Linked DNA regions of Hordeum vulgare: region 2 is linked to region 1. The links are chromatin contacts, called in public Hi-C maps. All regions are on one chromosome and are shown on one strand. Each heading gives the region's core, a stretch centred on a gene start, on an enhancer-like site or on the middle of the called end of the contact. The rest is flanking DNA. Distances are from core to core; before and after follow the strand shown. Region 1 holds the start of LOC123400963 (transcription factor GTE10-like). Region 2 holds the start of LOC123403399 (cyclin-dependent kinase G-1-like).

Region 1 (3,438 bases), core at 552-3,051:
TTCAATTCTAAGAGTATGTCATCACTGAGTGCATGGATATCAATTTCTATCTCTCCATCCCCAGGCTGATCAGCATTGTTGTCAATACACTGCTGTAACAAATCAATGATGTGACCAGGTAATAATTCTGGCTCCTCAGACAAAGAAGCTAAGCAGTTTCCAAAGGATTCTTTCTCCTCAAATGTCATCTTTGGCTTCATAATCTCAGTTGGCCTGACACGCTCTACTGACAAGTCACCGCAGTCAACAGGAGGGGTCTTTCTCCTCTTCGAGTCGGCCCTATCAACCTCGACATGTGGCTTAGTGGCAGCACAAGCCAACTTCTTCTCAACTGTCTTCCATCTAGACTCAAACATTTTATTCAGTTGAATGGCCATATCATGCACTGCATGCCCTCGAGGATTGTATGTTATTGCATTGTTAAAGGTCAGCCTGACATCAGCTGCAAAATCAGATGGCCTTGTGTAGGAACCAGAATCTAGCTTCTTCTTGATGGTCCCCAGGTCCATCGGGTGCTTGATAATGTCATTGTAATCTGGAATATTCAGCTTTTCCACGTCTACCGGAACATTAAAAATATGACTACATTTCTGAGTCATCAGCTTCTTCAGAATACCTTCGCACATCTTCAGAATTGTAGCTTCAGGCAACACTATAGACATTTCCGGCCGAGGTTTTGTGGGCAAGAAGCGTCCCTTGGCACCACGGACAACATGGCTCCCCCGTTGCACCTTTTTAGGCCGAGGGGCAGCCGAGGATGAGTAGGCAGGTGCTCTGCTGACAGGCAAGATGGCCAAAAACTCTGGCTTCTTAAGGAGATCCCGGACCGAATCAAGCTCTGACCGGAATCTCTTGCGGAGGTACCGGCGCTCAGACGATGACATCTTAGACGGGACAAAGATCTCTCGCTTCACACCAAAGCCATCACTGTTAAGGCTGATGCACTTGCGTTTTGGCGCAGACGAATCTTGGGAGTCAACACGAACAGGGCTGCCTGACTCATCAACTGTCTCTGCATACCCACGGGGCACGCCCCGGTAGGCCATTTCGTCGTAGCCCCGTTTAATCTGCCTCTGCGGCGCAAACTCCATGAGGACCGTTGGTGTCATGTTACCAGGCGCCAGCGAGGTGGCACAGATCTGCTGAATAACGACAAAAAGCTTCAGCCACAGACACACACACACACACCGAACTGAAACCTCCCATGAATTGAAATGGAAGCACACAAACCGAAATTTACAGGCATTCAAATGCTCTGCAGCGAGCAAAACCCTAACATTACACTTGGCCCTACGAATCCGTAGGGAGCACTAGAGCACAAATCCGACAGCCTGACTCTCAAATCTTCTAATTCGCCCTCACAACCACACGCCTACCGACCCGAAAGCGAAAACCCCCCAAATCATAATAGCCGAGCAATTCGAAGCGAAAGAGGATGCAAGCACGGACCTGGAGGCTGGGTCTGAGGCGCGGGGAACCCTAGGTCGGGATTCTCCCTTGGTGAGCGCGGCAGCGAGCTGGATTTGCGCGGGAGAAGGGCGGATCTGGAGAGCGCGCGGGTTCGAGCCGCCTCCGGCCCCTTATCCTCTTTCCTTTTATCCTCTCTCTTCCTCTTTGTGTCCCTCCTGTTCTCCTTTTCCTCGAGCCTCCAGTCGTCTCGTCGCGCTGCCTAGTTTTTTTTTTTCTTTCCCTTTGCCGAAGCGACGGAGCCCGAACACAGAGTGGAGTTGGATCTGGATCCTGCGCACGAGGCTGGTCGAGACCCGGAGTGGAGCGAAACGGTTCGATCCGATGCGACCTGACGCGCGCGGGGATGCCGCTCTCTTGGTGGATATTTATAGGTGGGGGGGGGGGGGGGGGGGTCGGAGGGAGGTGCGTGCCGGATCCAGGCCGTCGGTTCGCGGGGATCGGACGGGCGGGGCCCGCCGGGGCCGGCATGACGTGGAGGGGTGCGCTCTTTGACTTTGCTCGAAGAGGTTTCTGTGTTTGGACAAGGATCGCGCGCTGCCTGACGATGTACCGTGGGGCGACAAGATTTCCGGGCCCGCATGTCATTGGACTTGGGTAGGTTTTGGAGTGGTTCCATACTGTTTGGGGAGCAGCCGTCTTTTGTAAAGGCCGCGGGATCTGGATCTGAGTAGCACGCGCGGAGGGCGGAGTGACTTTTAGCTGAAGGCTAGTGACACGTGGAAGCACGTGCGTGGCTGCGTGCCCGGCGCGGTGGGGCTCATGGCCTGACCTGCTGCGTGTTTCTTTTTTCCTTTTTCAAATTTTTACGTAATTTTTTGGCTACTCTAATATTTTAGGATAGACTAGCAAAATAGCCCGTGCGTTGCAACGGAAGAGAAAATAACACACACTCTAAACGCAATATATTTTCACATGGCATCACATTTGTGTTATCGATGATGTTTTTAGTGCTCACACAACGAAAACGCGTTTGAATGTACAGTCACTCGGAATATTGTTTCTCCTCACGAGGTTTTCTAAAGGTGTGCATGTGTGTTAACGATGTTTTCTTTCCTCTCAATTTGGTTTTAATTTAATGGATGTTTATTACAATTCATATCGTCGCCGGAAAGAGAAAAAAAAAGAAACATGCACTACAGATTAAGTTTGCACCAAAAATAATATTTAAGAAATATTCAACAGCTAAAGATAACATCCTATTTAGATTCTACACATGTTTTAATCAAATTTCATATATAACATGTTAAAATCGGAGTTACGGTTTAAAAGATATGGATAATTTTGTTTTAGATAAAATATGGATTGATTAACTAAAAAGTTAGGGTTTTTTTGTTAAAATACGGAGGGCGGGTTGATTACCAGAAACATCAGGGGGTTTTCGGGAAAATAAAAAAAAACGATTCGTTTTCTGACTTAAATCCGGACTACAGGGTTGATTACGTGAAACATGAGGGGGTTTTCTACAAAATGCAAAAAAGATTCATTTTTTGACTTAAAAACGGACTGCGGGTGGAATACCGAAAAAGCAAGGAGTGTTTTTGCAAAAAGAAACGGCGACGTACTGCAGAAGCGCTGCGCGCTTTATTATCAGGGGAGATTATGAAGTTGAGTGAAAAATGCATTGAAAAAGTGCAAGCCACCATCTCTCTTCTCTTTAATTACACAATCCCAATAAATTAAATGCATGTAGAAATTAAGAAGATTACGTGTAAAATATTATTAGTCTTGATTACCGTGTACTAAGAAAGAAACTTTTTTCTACTTTAAAGTATATTAGAAAGATAAAAATACACTCTTTGATGGACAAATTTTAACGTCAAACATACATTCTTCATCGGATGAAAGGAGTAAGCTGCATTCGGATGTACCGATCAAAATAACATTCGCCTTTCTTGTAGTTCCACTTTTCCTAATTAAAATATCATTAACCGCATAATTTAGTTGTAATGAAAAAGAAAAATGCTTGCC
Region 2 (3,438 bases), core at 445-2,944, 320 kb after region 1:
ATTTCTTTGATCCCAAATTTTCTTAAGTATAAGGGGACCCGGAGGGAGTTGATGGCGCCGAGGTGCGGGGTGGCGATCTCCTTGCGGTTGGAGAGCGCGAGCGAGGCGGCGCGGCGCGAGCGGGCGAGGGCCTGGAAGCGCCGCGCGGGCAGCTCCCCCGCGTTCCCTTCTCCTCACCTCCTCCCACCACATCCACTCGGGGCGCACCGCGGTGTATGCACTCTGCCGCCTCTCCCTTCGCGGCTGCGGCGCTGGTGCTCAGGGCCCTCGGGGTTGTGGGCGGTGCGAGCCCCACGGGCCGCCGGAGAAGCGCGCCCGCGGCCCTCTGCGCCATGAGCTTCGGTGTCCGGGGTGGCCTCGAGAGAGGAGCGCGGACGGTAGGGGAGCGGCGGCGGCAAACATGAAGGAGCTGCCGGGCCGACTGGGCCGAGAGGTCAACCACCACGAGCTCGCGGCGGCCGTTGGCGGCGAACAGGAAGGAGCTGCCGGAGGCAGCGAGGAAGTAGAGGTCCTCCCCCGGGGGCACGGCGGGGGAGATGATGTCCGAGACGGCGATGCGGAACCAGCGGCCGGACGGCCCGTGGAAGCCCCGTAGCGCGGCGCCGCGGGGCGGGAGCTTCTTGAACACAAGGAGCCACACGGCGGCCGGGGCGGGGCCGGACGAGACGGAGGACAGGTGGTAGAAGCGGCGGAAGTCCGGGGAGGAGATGAGGTGGGACAGGGGACGGGCGACGGAGCGGACGCGGAGCAGCTCCGAGAGCACGAGGCGGATGAGGATTTCGTGGAGGAGCTCTGCTGGGAGGAGCAGCAGGGTTTCGCGCGGAGCACACTGGAGTGGTCGCAGTGCAGAGGAGAGGATAAGGTTCGGGTGGGGAGAGGGCTGTGGTCGCAGTGCACTCAGAGGAGAGGATAAGGATCGGGTGGGGAGAGGGGGAGTGGGTGAGATTGTGTTTTTTTATATAACAACGTGGGTGAGATTGTGAGGTTTTTTTTTTGGAGGAAATTGTGAGGTTATTTTTGATAACCGGAGTGGGTGAGGTCTTTTTTTTATAAGGGGAGTATGTTCTTATTTTTTTTTTGTACCTTTTCTGTGTCTACCATGTTTATTTGTACATTATGGAATATTTGATTCTATTTTGACTACTTCCTCCATTCCTAATTATAAATCTTTTTAAAATTTTGAATATAAATCACATATGGATCAAAATGTCTATATGCATCCGTATGTAGTGCATACAAGACATATATTTAGGCACGGAGGGAGTATACAGACAATAAATATCTTATATGTTTTTTACGGAGAAATTCATCATGTTGATTGCCTTGGATGTGTGATTTTTACTAATTATGAGCAGAGAAATTTCGGTGTACGGTTATTCTGCGTTGCACGTGCATGCTTACTACTCCCTCCGTTCCTAAATATAAGTCTTTTAAGATATTTCATTAGAAGTCTACATACAGAGCAAAATGAGTGAATCTACACTCTAAAGTATGTCTACATACATCCGTATGTAGTCTACTAATGAAATCTCTTTAAAGACTTATATTTAGAAACGGAGGGAGCAGTAGAGATAAGGAAAAGAAAACAATTCAGACCCAACCGGAGCCTCCGTGTCGAACCCCACCTGCCATCGGCTCAAACGCGCCGCCTTCGCGTCCAATGCGAACTCAGATACCGCTCAAACAGCACAGCACGATAGGCGACGCCGGACGCAACTTCCTCTTCTTTTCTTCGCGTCGCCCTCCAACCCCACCCACCGCCGCCGCCACCACAAACCCGCACGATCCCTCTCCGCGTCCTTGGTCGCCGACTTCCGATAAGCTTCCTCGCCACGCACGCGCGAGCTAGCGCAGAGCTCCAGCATATTATCCCCAATTTCGGAAGAGGTCCGATCCCCTGTTCGATCCAGAAAAACCTCCCCCCCCCCCCCCCCCCCCCCCCCAGGGTTTGGTTTTGGCCCGTGGATCTAGGGTTTGGCGAGCCAATTTTCCCGCGATTCCCTTCAATTGCTAGGATTTGTTGTGCCTGCGCATCATGGCCGCTGGACGCCGCGGAGGGTACAGTGGTTACGAGGTGTCGAGGGAGCGGGAGTTCGATCTGGAGGCTTCTAAAAGAGGCAAGGATCGCCATCTCCGCAACCCTAGCCGCCACCGCGACTCAGATTATCGTCGTGATGGCGGCCGGAGCAGGGACCGGGAGCCGTCAAATGGGTACACCCGCCACCGGTCGCCACATCTGCCACCGAAGAGCCGGCCCTCAGGAAGGAGGGAGGAGAGGGAACCCGGTGAGGTTTCAAGTGGAAGTGGCTCGGAAGATTCTCGTGGGCACCCGCTCAAGGCAAGGGAACCTGGTGTGAATGGTGCTGTTGGGGTCAGCAGGGAGGGCGGGGTGCCGTCCCCAAGTAAGAAGCGAAAATACTGGCCGGTTAATTTGGATAGGAATGGTTCAAAGCCTCGCGTCCAAGATGTTGCGAGTAGCATGGAAGAGGTAGGCGCTGTGGTTGCCAACCTCCTGGATGTTGGCAACCTGAGCAGCATTGATTTGGATGCGTCGGTTGATGTACAAAATGTTGAAAGATTACAGGAGCGCAACAATGGCAGGGTTAGGGTTATTATGGAGGAGGATGAGGAGGAGGACACTTATCAAACAATGATAAACATTATGAGTTCACGGTGGGCAGATGCTGATGATGAGAAAGAAATTGTGTCAAAGAAGAAGAAAAGCCTGTCACCAGAACAAGGGTTCCTGAAGAAGGCTACAAGCCCAGAGCTTGGAAAGTTGATGGTGGATAAAGACTCAGGGGGAAACTCCTCAGTGTCTTCTGACTCTGGCTTAGTACAGTTTAGTGCAAACAGGGATCTTGAAGTAGATAAGGGTGACTACATGGATATTGAGAAGGATGCTGAGGATGATTCTTCTGCTCTTTGTGTGCTGCGCACTGATTCTGAGAGTCAGGGGTGTAGCTCTAGAACCCCAGAGCCTGCAGGGTCGCCGCATAGGTGCATTAACATGCTTCAGGGTTGTAGGGGTGTTGACGAGTTTGAGAGGCTCAACACAATCAATGAGGGTACATACGGTATTGTATCTAGGGCAAAGGATAAAAAAACTGGTGAGATTGTTGCATTGAAGAAGGTAAAGATGGAGAATGAACGGGAAGGATTCCCACTGACTTCTCTAAGGGAAATAAATATCCTGCTATCATTCCATCACCCTTCGATTGTGGATGTCAAGGAAATAGTCGTTGGGAGTGGTGACAGCACCTATATGGTGATGGAGTACATGGAGCACGATCTCAAGGCTGTCACGGAGACCATGAAACAACCATATAGTCAAAGCGAGGTCAAATGTTTGATGCTTCAGCTGCTAGAAGGTGTGAAGTATCTTCATGACAATTGGGTTATTCACAGGTAATGACCAACTATTGTTTTTTCTTCAAC

What was found. Hi-C and Micro-C count contacts between places; a contact is called where the count stands out from the background.
Region 2: a Hi-C map of seedling shows a contact between it and region 1, with 4 times the contacts expected there. The contact joins the promoter of LOC123403399 here to the promoter of LOC123400963 in region 1. A contact is called at or near these places in 3 of 6 Hi-C or Micro-C datasets (leaf and seedling) and 1 of 1 datasets of contacts at active chromatin or transcription factors (embryo).

The regions. Positions count from the first base shown.
Region 1 is chr6H:339,183,958-339,187,395 of MorexV3_pseudomolecules_assembly, forward strand. It overlaps LOC123400963 (transcription factor GTE10-like), which reads right to left and starts at 1,802. Exons shown (of 10, transcript XM_045094677.1): 1 at 1,450-1,802; 2 at 1-1,142. The coding sequence starts at 1,109.
Region 2 is chr6H:339,504,718-339,508,155 of MorexV3_pseudomolecules_assembly, forward strand. It overlaps LOC123403399 (cyclin-dependent kinase G-1-like), which reads left to right and starts at 1,695. Exons shown (of 8, transcript XR_006611469.1): 1 at 1,695-3,408.